2 separate regions of the Mus musculus genome follow, and region 1 is linked to region 2. The links are chromatin contacts, called in public HiChIP or PLAC-seq maps. All regions are on one chromosome and are shown on one strand. Each heading gives the region's core, a stretch centred on a gene start, on an enhancer-like site or on the middle of the called end of the contact. The rest is flanking DNA. Distances are from core to core; before and after follow the strand shown.

Region 1 (6,133 bases), core at 1,247-3,746, 870 kb after region 2:
GGGGAGGAGGCTGAGCCCGGGTCTCTAGGGAAGCTTCGTTTTTACTCTGTCCTCTGGAAAGCTGGGGGTGGGGGTGTGAGTAGGTAGTTGTCCCTAGTGAGCACTGTACTGGGAGCAGAGAAACAGAGTTCTCTCCTGGCTTTAGAACTATTGCTGTGAGACACTGAGCAAGTCCCTCGGCCTCTGTTATTTCATTTCTGTCCTTCCCAGTGTGCAGTGGGGCTTAGGGGAGGGGTCTAGATGCCCTTGGAAGAAAAACAACATGGTTCTCAGGGCTGCGACCCCCAATTCGGGCCTGATTCGGGAAGATTGTGAGAAGGCTTTGATCTGTAGTGTGTGTGTGTGTGTGTGTGTGTGTGTGTGTGTGTGTGTGTGTGTGTGTGTGTGATGTGTGTGATGTGTATAGACAGGTGTGTGAGCTTGCTTTTGTAGACATGTGTCTACACATAGACAAGCATTTGGGCCCATCAGGTGTCTTCCTCACCCACTGTCTACTTTGTTTTATTCAGACAGGGTCTCTCACTGAACCTGGAGATCGTCCGGTCGACTGGGTGTGACAGGTGACCAGCAAGCTCCAGGACCTACCTATGTCCCCACTTGCCCCAGCTCTGGGGTTTTGGACATGTGTCACCATGCCTAGCTTTTATATGGGTGCTGGAGATCAGAACTCAAGTCCTGATGCTGGCATAGCTAACACCTTACTGACTGAGACACCTCTCCAGGCCCTGGTGTTTGTACGTTTAATGCACTTCCCTACCGCCATGCAACCTGGTGGTCCCATGTAGTCTGTTCTAATGGCAGTCTAATCATCTCAGGACCAGTTTGCCTCTTCCAGAAAAAAAAAATCCTTCTTGATTTCCCTGGCCCAATCAGCCATCTTTAGCCCTTGCCACTTCTGGACCTTCCTCCCTGATCATCCTCAACTTCTGTCCCCAAGATATACAAGTCATGTGTGCACATGGTGTGTAAAATAGGTGAGTATGCATATGTGTATGCAGTTGTGTTTGTGTATATATATATGTGTGTGTGTATATATGCGTGCCTGTGTGTTTAGATATGTATTTGTGTATGCATATATGTATGTGTGGTGTGTGTATCTATGTGTGTGTGTGTGTGTGTGTGTGTGTGTGTGTGTGTGTGTGTGTGTGTATATGCATGCCTTGTGTTTAGGTATATATGTGTATGCACACATGAGAACCAGGAATGATAAAACCACACACAATGAAGGGGACATTGTGCCTATAGCCAGGCTAAAGTTCAGACCTGGGTTCCGCATCTCCAGGCCTTACACTTTTGCTACTTACTGGGCCTAGCCAGGTAGTGTCACGTGGGCCCACAATGGGGTTTCCATGTATAAAGTCCTTTGCGGTATGTCTTAGAATGGCCTAACAGACAGCATGTTGCCATGGAGATCTGAATGCCTCCTGCTTGCTGCATACCTTCAGGCAGAGGACTGGGGCATTAGAGTCTTTGAGGGTAGGGAAAGAATAGGTACCCCAGGTACCAGTCAGGTCCCCATGGGAGGGAGAATTCCCCTAGATGGTGTAGCTGCAGAGGTAGGAGTAGAGAGGCTGTGACAGAGGCCAACAGGGTTAAAGGAACCATAAGGGATCATGAGGTAGCTAAAGGGAAAGAGCAGCTGCCAGCTGTTGTCCTAGGGGGTACAGGAGCTGGTTCTGGGACTGTCCCCTCCCACGTCTGAGGAGCAGTTCTTCCTAGGGTGGGGTATCACTCAGGAGAAGCAGAAAAGATCTGAGAGAGCTCTGTCCTCCCATCTCCTGCTGGTACCCACACTAGCCAAGCCTGGGGACCAATGAAGGCATCAGTGACCTCTAAGCATGACCCAGATGGGGTGGAGGAGACAGTTTTACATGGCAACTTGGGGGCATTCAGGGCATTGTCTAGCCCCTCTGCCTTCTTCCCCCTTAGCATGACCCCATCCACATCTAGGGTCCAGAGCTGTCAATCAGAAGCCCCAGCTGAGCACCCCCACCCAGCCACCCAAACACAGGAGATGACACTAGGAAGTCACTTCTTCCCTTCAGCTATCCTGTCTGAAAGCCTCTAGGGTCACGCTACCTGTCCAGAGCTAAGTGTCCCTATCCATTTGTATCCCCTGCCATTGCAGGAGGGGAGCCGGCCCTGCTCACCAGGAAATGGGCCTGCAGAACAGGGAAGCTCAGCAAATGGGAAATTAATTCTGGGCGGTGAAGGGCAGAGGCTGTTGTTTGTGATCTATAACTTACTCTTTGTGTCAAACTGTGTACTGTGTATATCAGTGGGATGGCAAGAAACCCGAGATCTATTACTTAGAGTTTAATCTGTTCTCCGTGTCGGAGAAGGGAGAGGGAGGCGAAGAAAGCCACAACTTTAATCACAGGCCCAACTCTGAGATGTCAAGTCGCTCTGGGGTGTGTTAGTCAAATGATGTCGTATTACAGGCCTCCCAGACAGCTCCCCATACTGAGGCTTTATCTGCCAAGCCGTAAATTAGCACACCTACTTTACGCTCTTCAGGTAAAACCAGTAATTTAGCTGCAAAATACACACACATGCACACGGTGCGGAGGTGGGGGGGGGGACTTCGAGGAGGGGGCAGCCCCACCTTTGAGCGATGAATAGGGAAAATGAGCAAAGCCAGGGATGGAAATGACACCTCCGCTGCACCTCCTGTCATTAGTGTGTGAGAGCCCCTGTGCCAGCCCCACCGCAGCCCACCTTCCTTCCTACCCACCTTGGCGCCTCCCCCACCCCCACCAGCCCTTCTCCTCCTCCATGAACCGTAAATTACATGCTGACACCTTTAATTTGTGCAAAGTATGCCTGGCTGCGCCTGGCACCAGCAGCCGGCTGCTATAATAAGGTCAATCTATATTCATTGAAGCGGCACTTCATGTGCCTGATAACACAGGGCGGCATCGGGCGCCGCGGTGGCTTCTCCAGGCTGGGGGGCGGGAAGGGGGACAGGATGGCGGCGACGCGGGGGTGCCCGCTGCCGCTCATCGAGGCCTGGCACCGGTTGTCTCATCGCTTATGCGTGGCATGAGCGATGTTATGATTTAGCTAATCACCATCAGTTATTCATCCTATTGCTGCCTGGAGACCGTTGCTGTGCATGCAGGCCTGCCCCAGCCAGAGAAGCTAAAGAGGGGGGGAGCAACCCACCCAGCCACCTCTGCCAGTGAGACCACCCAAGGAGTCTATTTGTCCTGGTCTGCAATCTGGTACCCAGTCAGGGATGGACTTCTCAGAGATAAGACTCCTGGCAAGAGGTAGACTTTGAAGTCAAAGCCTTCTGGGTTCTAATCCTAGCTTCGCCGCTCCCAAGCTGTGAGAATTTTGTTGAGTCACTTAACATCTCTGAGTTTCAGTTTTTAATCTCTAAAATTAAAAGGGAAAAATCCTGTCGGGGAGAGGGCAAAGGTGTGAAATGACATAAATACAGGTCTCAGCCAGCAAGGAGCAAGCACCCGGTCAGTGGCAACCGCTATCCTCGGAGCCCTTGTGGTCAGGCACATTTGTTATTGAGCCAATATCTCGTTTCAATGAAGAATTAAGGGTGGGGGTGAGGTTACCAGTGAACCATCTTGAGCCACACCCCACTGGCATGAGCTAGCTAGGTTAACGCCGCCATCTCTGCTCTCAGAATGCCTAAGTAAGCTAGAGAAGTCCAGAGTAGAACCTGGGGCATGGTGGTGGTGGTGGTGGGGGGGGCGTTCAGAGAGGCAAACAAGGAAGCCAAGTGTCACTCTGCAGAGACAGGAGGCAGAGAGAAGCGTGAGTGGCATATGACTCCATCAGGGAAGGACTTATCTTGCAAGCATGAGGACCTGAGTTCGATTCCCAGAACCAGGTGTGGTAGCACAGGCTTGTGAATTAATCTCTGGGACTCACTAGTCTTGCTGAGTCAGCAAGCTCCACCCCACTGAGAGACCCTGTCTCAAAGAAGCAGAAGTCATCCTGAGGAATGACATTTAAGGTTGACTTCTGGCCTCCACTCACACATGTACAGGAACACACACACACACAAAGGGAAGGGGAGAGGAGGGGAGGGGAAAAGAGAAGAGGGGAGGGGAGGGGAGGGGAGGAGAGGAGAGGAGAGGAGAGGAGAGGAGAGGAGAGGAGAGGAGAGGCACCCAGGCATGATCACCAGCTATGCCCATATTCCAGATGTGTATCTGAACTCTGTCCTAACCAGTGTCTGGCTTCCCTGCCCCACCCAAGAGAACCCAGCTTTGCTCCCACAGCCCATATACCAAGGACAAAGAGGTGAAGTGGGCATCATTTCTACTCACTGCTGTCCCTCCCCACACTGGATTCTGCCTCCCTAGGAAAGACGTTCCCTTCAGTGGTGTAGCCTCTGGCAAGGCGCCTACTCTCCTGTAAGTTGTCCTAACTGGATCCACTGGTTCATTACAAAGTAAAAACGAAAGTAGAGGGGACTAGTTGGAAAAGACAAGAGTCAGCAGAGATGGCAGGGACCAGAGACATGATCAAAATATACCATATATATGTGCGAAGTTGTCAAAACGAAAGCAAGAGGTATGTATAATTAATATATGCTAATAAAAACTTTAAATGCAAAATTAAGCACAGCTCCCCTGAACCCCTTGTCAAGAGGCCCACTCTCCCTGTAGCTCTCTGTGTGCTGTAGACTAAGCACATCCTTAGCCTCTGGCTTCCCCTGCATCTCATTTTTGTCAACTTCAACATCTCCTTTAAGGACACATCCAACCTTGGGGCCTCGTGTTCCTCTACTTGATGGGTACCAACTATTGATTGTCTGTCTACTCCCACAATGGTCACATCCTTGACCTCACCATCTCTGGAAGCAGACCATTTATACACACACACACACACACACACATATGTGTGTGTATGTGTGTGTATGTATGTATACCATATATATGTTTGTAAGTATGTATATATACATATGTACATACACACGCATATATATGTTTGTATGTATATATATATGTATATATACATATACATACATACACATTCTCCACTTTACACATTTGCTGCCATCTCTGTCCAGCACTCTGCACATCCCAGCATCTGACACAGCCCCCCCTCCACTACTTCTGATACTACCTACCTGCTGTTATATGTCCATGGCTTCCTTCCATCACACCTGACAGTCTGTGTGGGGATCAAGCTCAGGCCCTCATGCTTGAGAGGCAGGCACTGTACTGGTGGAAACATCTCCCCAGCCTTGGCTGCTTGCTTGTGAGGTGGTTCCTAGGCATTTCCTGTCAATGTCAAGCAAGTAGTTGTACCCCTGAATGGAGGCTGAGGCTAGGGCAGGAGGTAGGGGTGAGGGTGTCAAATGCAGGAGGCTAGGATGTGCTACAGGATGAAGTAGGATGAGGTTATGTCGGGACAACTGGGAGATTAAAAGGGGAAGGACCTCAAAGCCAGATAGGGAAGGAGTCCCACATAGGCTGGGCAATGGTAGCAGGGGTGGCAAGCATCCTGAGAAGGAACGTGACAAGAAGTGGAAGGCCAGCCTGGCAACTGTTGCAGGAAACAGGGAAGGAGCCTGAATCCACCACTGCCCAAGGCCAAGGGAAAGAGAAAGAAAATGGATCATATGACCTGACACCGAGTGTCCACAGGGAATCTATTGGATGTCACTGAGAGAGGGCAGGCAGGAGCTGATTGGCTCTTAGAGCAGAATCCGGGGGGAGAGGAAGAATGGAGTGGAAACTGGAGAGAGGTGTGGAATCCTAAGGGCCGCATTCCCAGCTCCCTGTTATGACAGCAGGGAGGGAAAGGTGAAGATGCCGAAAGAGGACCAACAGTCCACCTGTAGGTCGCATCCTTGGACCTTCATCAGAGGAAGGGGAGGAAGGTGTGGGAATGTGGGGCTCACACAGGCAGACATCTCTCTGTAGATGCTGTTTCCTGAACAAAGCAGGAGCAGGCGAGGTGGGCAGCAGTGCAGGTGTGGACAGGAGGAGGATGCAGCTGTTTCCTTGGAGAATGGAGGAGTACAAAAAGGACCACTGCAGCACCGTGGAGAGACAGACAGACAGCAGCCCTGGGGTTCAAGGTGATGAGTGTAGAGACAAGTTGGCCCGCTGTCTCTCTAGCTACACCTTGGTGTGAGTAAAAATCCCTGAACAGA
Region 2 (5,951 bases), core at 1,562-4,061:
AGAAGATAACAAAAATGTCATATGTAAATGAAAAAAGGGAGGCTTTTTGAAGTCTGCTACCCTAGTTATATAGACACATAATTTGGTCACATATATATGTATACATATTTATATGTATATATGAATTTACATTTAACAAAACAGAGGAGGACACATCAAGAAAACAACATCTCCATAATTGTTATTTGCTATCAAATTGACTTATTTAATAGGCGAGATTCTTATTTATTGTATGCAGGTTTGCAGATTTATTTTTTATGATAGCAGACCTGGGAATATCCTGAAGTCTGAAAAGAGTTTAGAGAGGTTATTGCCTTCTTAATAATTTAGAGCGTCTATTGCTGCGCCAAGTCAGAAGATTAACATTTAATAGAAAAAATTATATATCTATAATTCAGTCACGGCTATTAGATCCGATGGATTTTACATTAAGTGAAAAAGATGCTGAGCATTTAAGGACCATTAAACTACAGGACTCTTTTATTAGGTTTTAAGGCCTCTGAGCCAGGGTCCTGCTGTGAGGAGTATTTATTTTACATATACAGAACGCATTAAGGATAGGGAAAGGGCACACATTTTCAAAGAAAACAGGCCATGAAAAATTGTGATTTTCCACACTGTGAGCAGCTGCCGTGCAGAGTCCGCCTTATTTTATAATAATTCGTTTTATGCATCATTAAGTAGCTTTCTTGGAGATGAGGAGCAAAGGGTGAAGGCCACTTCCAAATGGTACCCTGCAAGAAGGCAGAGTGACAGCATCTCCTCCCTGCTGATTGGACTGTGAAAAAACGTATCCCTGAGAGGATGCTGAAGGTTACAGATCAGTGTGAGAACGCCTTCTCCAGAAATCCTTCAAGGCCCCTAAAGACAGAGGAGATGCTAATAGTTCTCTCTCTCTCTCTCTCTCTCTCTCTCTCTCTCTCTCTCTCTCTCTCTCTCTCTCGTGTGTGTGTGTGTGTGTGTGTGTGTGTGTGTGTAGGCCAGACATTGAGTATCTCCCCATTGCAGAAATCCTTCAAGGCCCCTAAAGACAGAGGAGATGCTAATAGTTCTCTCTCTCTCTCTCTCTCTCTCTCTCTCTCTCTCTCTCTCGTGTGTGTGTGTGTGTGTGTGTGTGTGTGTGTGTGTGTAGGCCAGACATTGAGTATCTCCCCATTGCTCTCATCCTTATTTTTGAGTCAAGTTCTCACGACTGAATCTGGAGTGCTCTGATTTTTTTTTTTTTTTTTTTTTTTTTGCATAGCCCAGCTGGCCAGCAAACCCTCTCTGTGAGTGCTGGGATTTGAACTTGTGCCTTATGCTTGCAAGAAGTGCTTTACCAATGGAGCCACCCCCCTCCCTACTGGCATTACCCTCTTCTAATGGCACCTCCAGTACCAGAGAAGGACTAGAATGTGGCCCCTGAGAGTATTGCATGCTAGTGAAGGGAAAGCCTGAGCCATCATTTCTATTACATACATGCTCGGAACACATTTTACATGTCTGGAGCAAAAACATAAGATATCTGACTTGCTTTTCTTACTCCCTATACCATTACTGCTGACTCCGCCTCCCCCACACACAAAAATACTGGGGACCAGGTTCACACAAGGGACTCGGAGACGATGTGGGAAGGAAGCTGGTCTCATCGGTAACCTTTTCCCTCTATGGTGTCCAAATAAAATTTGTGCTTCCCCCCCCCCTCCTTTTGCTTGCTATTCTAAGCTTTTTTTAATTGCCTCAAGTGGGACCTTATGGGCTGTTTAGGCATTTTCCTCAGGATTTAAAAATGAAGCCAATTTATATTCTCAGTCTTCTTGCTAAAAAATCTGTTAAACCACAATAAAAAGGACTGCTACTTAAACCCTCCCGCTTTGTTGTTGCCATAATTATTGGCTCTTTGGAGCTGCAAGATCTCGTTTATGCACAATTAAAAAGGTGGGCAACTGAGCAGTGCTGACCTGGCCCAGGTGGAGGACTCAAAGGCTGAGGTCCTCCTGCTGCGATCCGAAACTGAGACACTCTCTAGCTTGGAGGCTTATTTTTTTTTTCAAAAGCAAATTGTTCCAGTTGGCCCTAATCCCTAAGCAGTTCAGCTCCTTTAAAACCATCTTTATTCATTCACACCAATTGACACTTAAGAAAAAAAAAAAAAAGCCCCAGCGACTATTCATCTGAGTCTAAATATATCCGTCAAAGTCGAATGTGTTTAAGGGGATTTACCATCTGCTTATTCAAAATACTATTTGTTGTCAATATTTTTGGTCGGGCTTGTTATTATAATGTGCATAGCCACTTCACAGCGGCAGAACCCCAAAGCTATGGAAGCATTGGGAGGACCTGAAGGAGGGCTTTCCCCCACCTCTGCTCTGCCATCTGACATGGCCGCTGCGGCTCTGCGCACCAGGCAGAATTCCTTAATAAGCGCTCGCTCGTTCTCTCGCTTGCTCTCCTTCCAGACCCTTTTGGGCAATCACACCCCCCCCCCCCCCCATGTTCTCTAAGTAACTAGCAGTTACCAGGACAACAGAGACTTTGAGGAAGGTTTAATTGTGACTTGATGTCTAGCCAGAATAAAGCACAAGTGCCTTTCTGTGTGGATTCGGTCCCCAAACAAATGCCAACACGCTTGTTTTTATTAGGTTAAGGTGGCTTGCAATATTTTTTTCCCTTCAGTATGAGAGAGGAAAAGGCAGAGATAGTCAATGCTAAAAAGAGTAGGGAAGCAAGCAGTGACTTTGACCCAGAAAACATTTGGTTAAACACATCCTGTCTGGCTTGCTTTTCTAGAATTGACCTCAGTGTGAACTTCTTGTACCAAACAGGAGGATGAGAACGCATGCGTACGAGCCCCACAAGCTGCATCCATTAGGAATACTCGTTCCTTGTTTCTGGCCCTGTGGGTCCAGCATACCAGTTGGGACTTTTCTCAAGCCGAAGTACCTCCTTCTGAGAGCACATGCTATGGATAGCACAGCTTGCCAAAGCGCTTCCACTAGCCTTGCTGGAAAGAAGGTCAGCAGCTAAGCGCGTTTGTTACACTTTCAAAGATGCAAGTTCCAGTCCCAGTACCCAAGTTATAGCTCACAACTGACTGTAACTATTCCAGGGGGATCTGGCGCCCTCTTCTGGATTCTATGGGCACCTACATGCATGTGATAAACAGGCAAATAAATTATATATGATTACACACACACACACACACACACACACACACACACACACACACACAGGTGGACAGTGCCTTTGGAGCAACATTCATGGTTGCACACTCATGGGATTTAGCTCAGGTCCCTTTGCAGTCTCCCAGGCGCGTGCACGTGTGTGTGTGTGTGTGTGTGTGTGTGTGTGTGTGTGTGTGTGTAAGGAGTAGGTGTCTACACTGTGAGTCTACTTGGGCCCACAAGGAAACATCATTCTGTTCTCACTTTACTCCTGGCCCACAGATGTTTTCAACAAACAGATTCTGAAGGTCCAGTGAACTGGATATATATTTTTTATATATGTGTACTTCCCTTTCTGCTTTTTCCATCACTAGACCCCTCCCCTTCAGGCCTCCTCTGTGCTTAAAACCATTTTTTTGCTTGGCCAAACTTAAGGCCTGCTCCACAAGCGCCCTCCCTGGGGCCCCTCCCCATCCACGACCTGATTATTTCTATTTTAGCTAACAGTACTGCTGGGTCAGTCTCCAGGGAACCTCTCACCCTAAATATCCGCTCAGATTCTCCTCTTCATTGCCAAGGTGAGGTCTGATTCTTTGGGAAGATTCGGGTTTAATCTAGTTGGGTTGAATCCCATGTAACCCTGAGGTCTGCTCCTAGTAAGTCTCAGCTACCTGGTTACCGCCCTGGTTCTTGGATGTACAGTCCCCCGGGTTCAGGCTATCCAGGTCTAACCCCATCTCCTTCCCAGAGCCTTTGGCTCTGCACAGAACCTCCCCTTGCTTCAGTGAGTGTCCTTGGCACCTTTTTCCTTAGTGTACCCTAGGTTCCCCATCTTGACGCCGCCATGCCCAAATGCCTGTGCTGGAGTTTCCCTCCATTCAGAGACAAATCTGTATCATCTTCTGAATGCAGCGTGTCCAAAGTAGCCCCTATAGCTGCAAATAAATGATCACCAACATGTTAAGTTTTATTTTAAACAGGTCTCGCCATCACTCTGCCTTGTGAGGCTGGAGGAGATGAAGAGCCGTCTGCGCAAGCAGAGGGGCTGAATATGTGAAACACTTGCTTTCCCTTAACTTACTGTTTGCGGGGCAGGCGTGCCATGGCAGGCCAGTTCATTCCGCTCCCCAGATCCTAAGTATTGATGATGGGACTAAGTACTGTTAGAAGCGGAGGCAGGGCTGTGGGTAAACTGTTGACTGCACAAGTGTGGGGAGCTTTGTTCAAATCCTTAGCTCCCACATAAAGCTCAGATGCACATCTGTAATTGCAGTGTTCCCGTGGTGAGACGGGAGAAGCCTTGGGCACTCACAGGCCCACCAGCCTGCTGCACACACATGCAAACAATGTAAAAGAGATGCCCAGAGATGTGCACATGTACGGACCAGATCTACAAGATCACAAACAAGAGCCCACAGACAGAGAGAGATGCAAACAAGCTGCAGCAGAGATAGTAGGGATCTACTTTTGTGACCAGGAGGGTTAAGGTCACACTCACATCAAAGTCACATCAGCTCCTGGTGCAGGCATGAAGGTGGCTCAAAGAGCATCTCATGTAGGATGAAACAGATGATGTCTTCTCAACAGACATGCTTTCAGAATTATCTCGAAGCCTTTTTCTGTTGCTCTGACTCACCTGCCTAGAATAGCACCATCCTTACGGGGTGGGCCTTCCTACATCAATTAGCAATCAAGAAGATGTCCTACAGACTTGCCCACAGACCAGTTAAAGGAGACAATTCCTCAGTTTAGGGTCCTTCTTCCCAGGTGTGTCAAGTTGACAGCTAGCTATGGCACGCTCCACTTTATCCATGGAAGCAGGGTCTCTCCTAGAACTGGGCATTCTCTGACTAGGCTGGTTTAGCTACCCAGTTTTCCCTGGAAATCCCCCATTTCTGCTTCCCAAATTCAGGGATGACAGAGGGCTACAACACCCATCCAGCTTTTTACCTGGGTTCCAGAGATCCAAAGACCAGTCCTTGTGCGTGCACAGAAAGCGTCTTATCCCCTGAAGTGTCCCCGCAGCCCCTGGTAGCTATACTTTACCTAGTTCTTATATATTATTGTTGATATTTAAACCATCATGTGAAATTTGTTTCATAGTTTAGTATCTAAATTGCTATCCAGTTCAATTAATCTAACATTTAAAAACTTTGACTCAATAATCCTCATTTTATTTACTGACTTATACAATATGGGGCATTGAGCAGACCACCTCCCCATGTCTGGGGCTGCATTGTTTGTTTGTTTCTTTCTTTCCTTTGCCATTTTCTAGGCATCTTTTACGTCCATTCTGGACTCTGTCCCTTTCTCTCAAATACTTCCACAACTGTGTCTGAAAATGGTAAGTGACAACCTTGAACAGAAGATGGGGATTTAGGGTGACCTGTGAGTTCAGGATTGCCCTTAAGGAAAACAAAGTTTTTTTAATTGCTGTTTTTGTGTTTGAGGTAGGTATCATGTAGCCCAGGCTAGCCTGTACACAAAGTATCCAAGGATAACCATGAACTTCTGGTCCCCCACTTCTACTCTCAGAGTGCTAGAACTACAGGTATGACCATCGTATCCTGCTCGTGAGATTCTGGGAAAAGAACCCAGGGCTGCATGCACACGAGAGGCAAGCCTCACCCACCAGAGCTCTGCCTTTCTTTAAGACTAGTTTATGATGTGAGGGAGAAAGCATATTCAGACCATCTCTGGATTCTGGTGTATTAATAACTGTATTAAAGAGATATGGTCTGCTTTCAAGAACCCATCAGCTCAGCTGGGACCATCTAGTGACATCACAACGCTGGCCTTCACTGAGGC

The links. HiChIP or PLAC-seq counts read pairs in DNA pulled down with a chosen protein or histone mark.
Region 1: an H3K4me3 HiChIP or PLAC-seq map of forebrain shows a contact between it and region 2, with 4 times the contacts expected there. The contact joins two enhancer-like sites. A contact is called at or near these places in 1 of 484 Hi-C or Micro-C datasets (bone marrow-derived macrophages), 2 of 115 datasets of contacts at active chromatin or transcription factors (embryonic basal ganglia and forebrain) and 1 of 9 other capture datasets (embryonic stem cells).

What each region holds. Positions count from the first base shown.
Region 1 is chr9:61,754,110-61,760,242 of GRCm38.p6, forward strand. Gm34828 (a long non-coding RNA gene) reads right to left here. Exons shown (of 7, transcript XR_001779197.1): 6 at 5,102-5,255. Among named protein-coding and RNA genes, the nearest start is that of Gm34828, 65 kb to the right of the region's middle. Within about 2 kb of position 2,497, at least 38 of the 459 cell types and tissues checked have an H3K27ac peak or open chromatin away from gene starts, as enhancers often do. A contact at or near this core is called in forebrain, where this site is marked.
Region 2 is chr9:60,884,655-60,890,605 of GRCm38.p6, forward strand. No RefSeq gene overlaps it. Among named protein-coding and RNA genes, the nearest start is that of Gm33643, 19 kb to the left of the region's middle. Within about 2 kb of position 2,812, at least 31 of the 459 cell types and tissues checked have an H3K27ac peak or open chromatin away from gene starts, as enhancers often do. A contact at or near this core is called in forebrain, where this site is marked.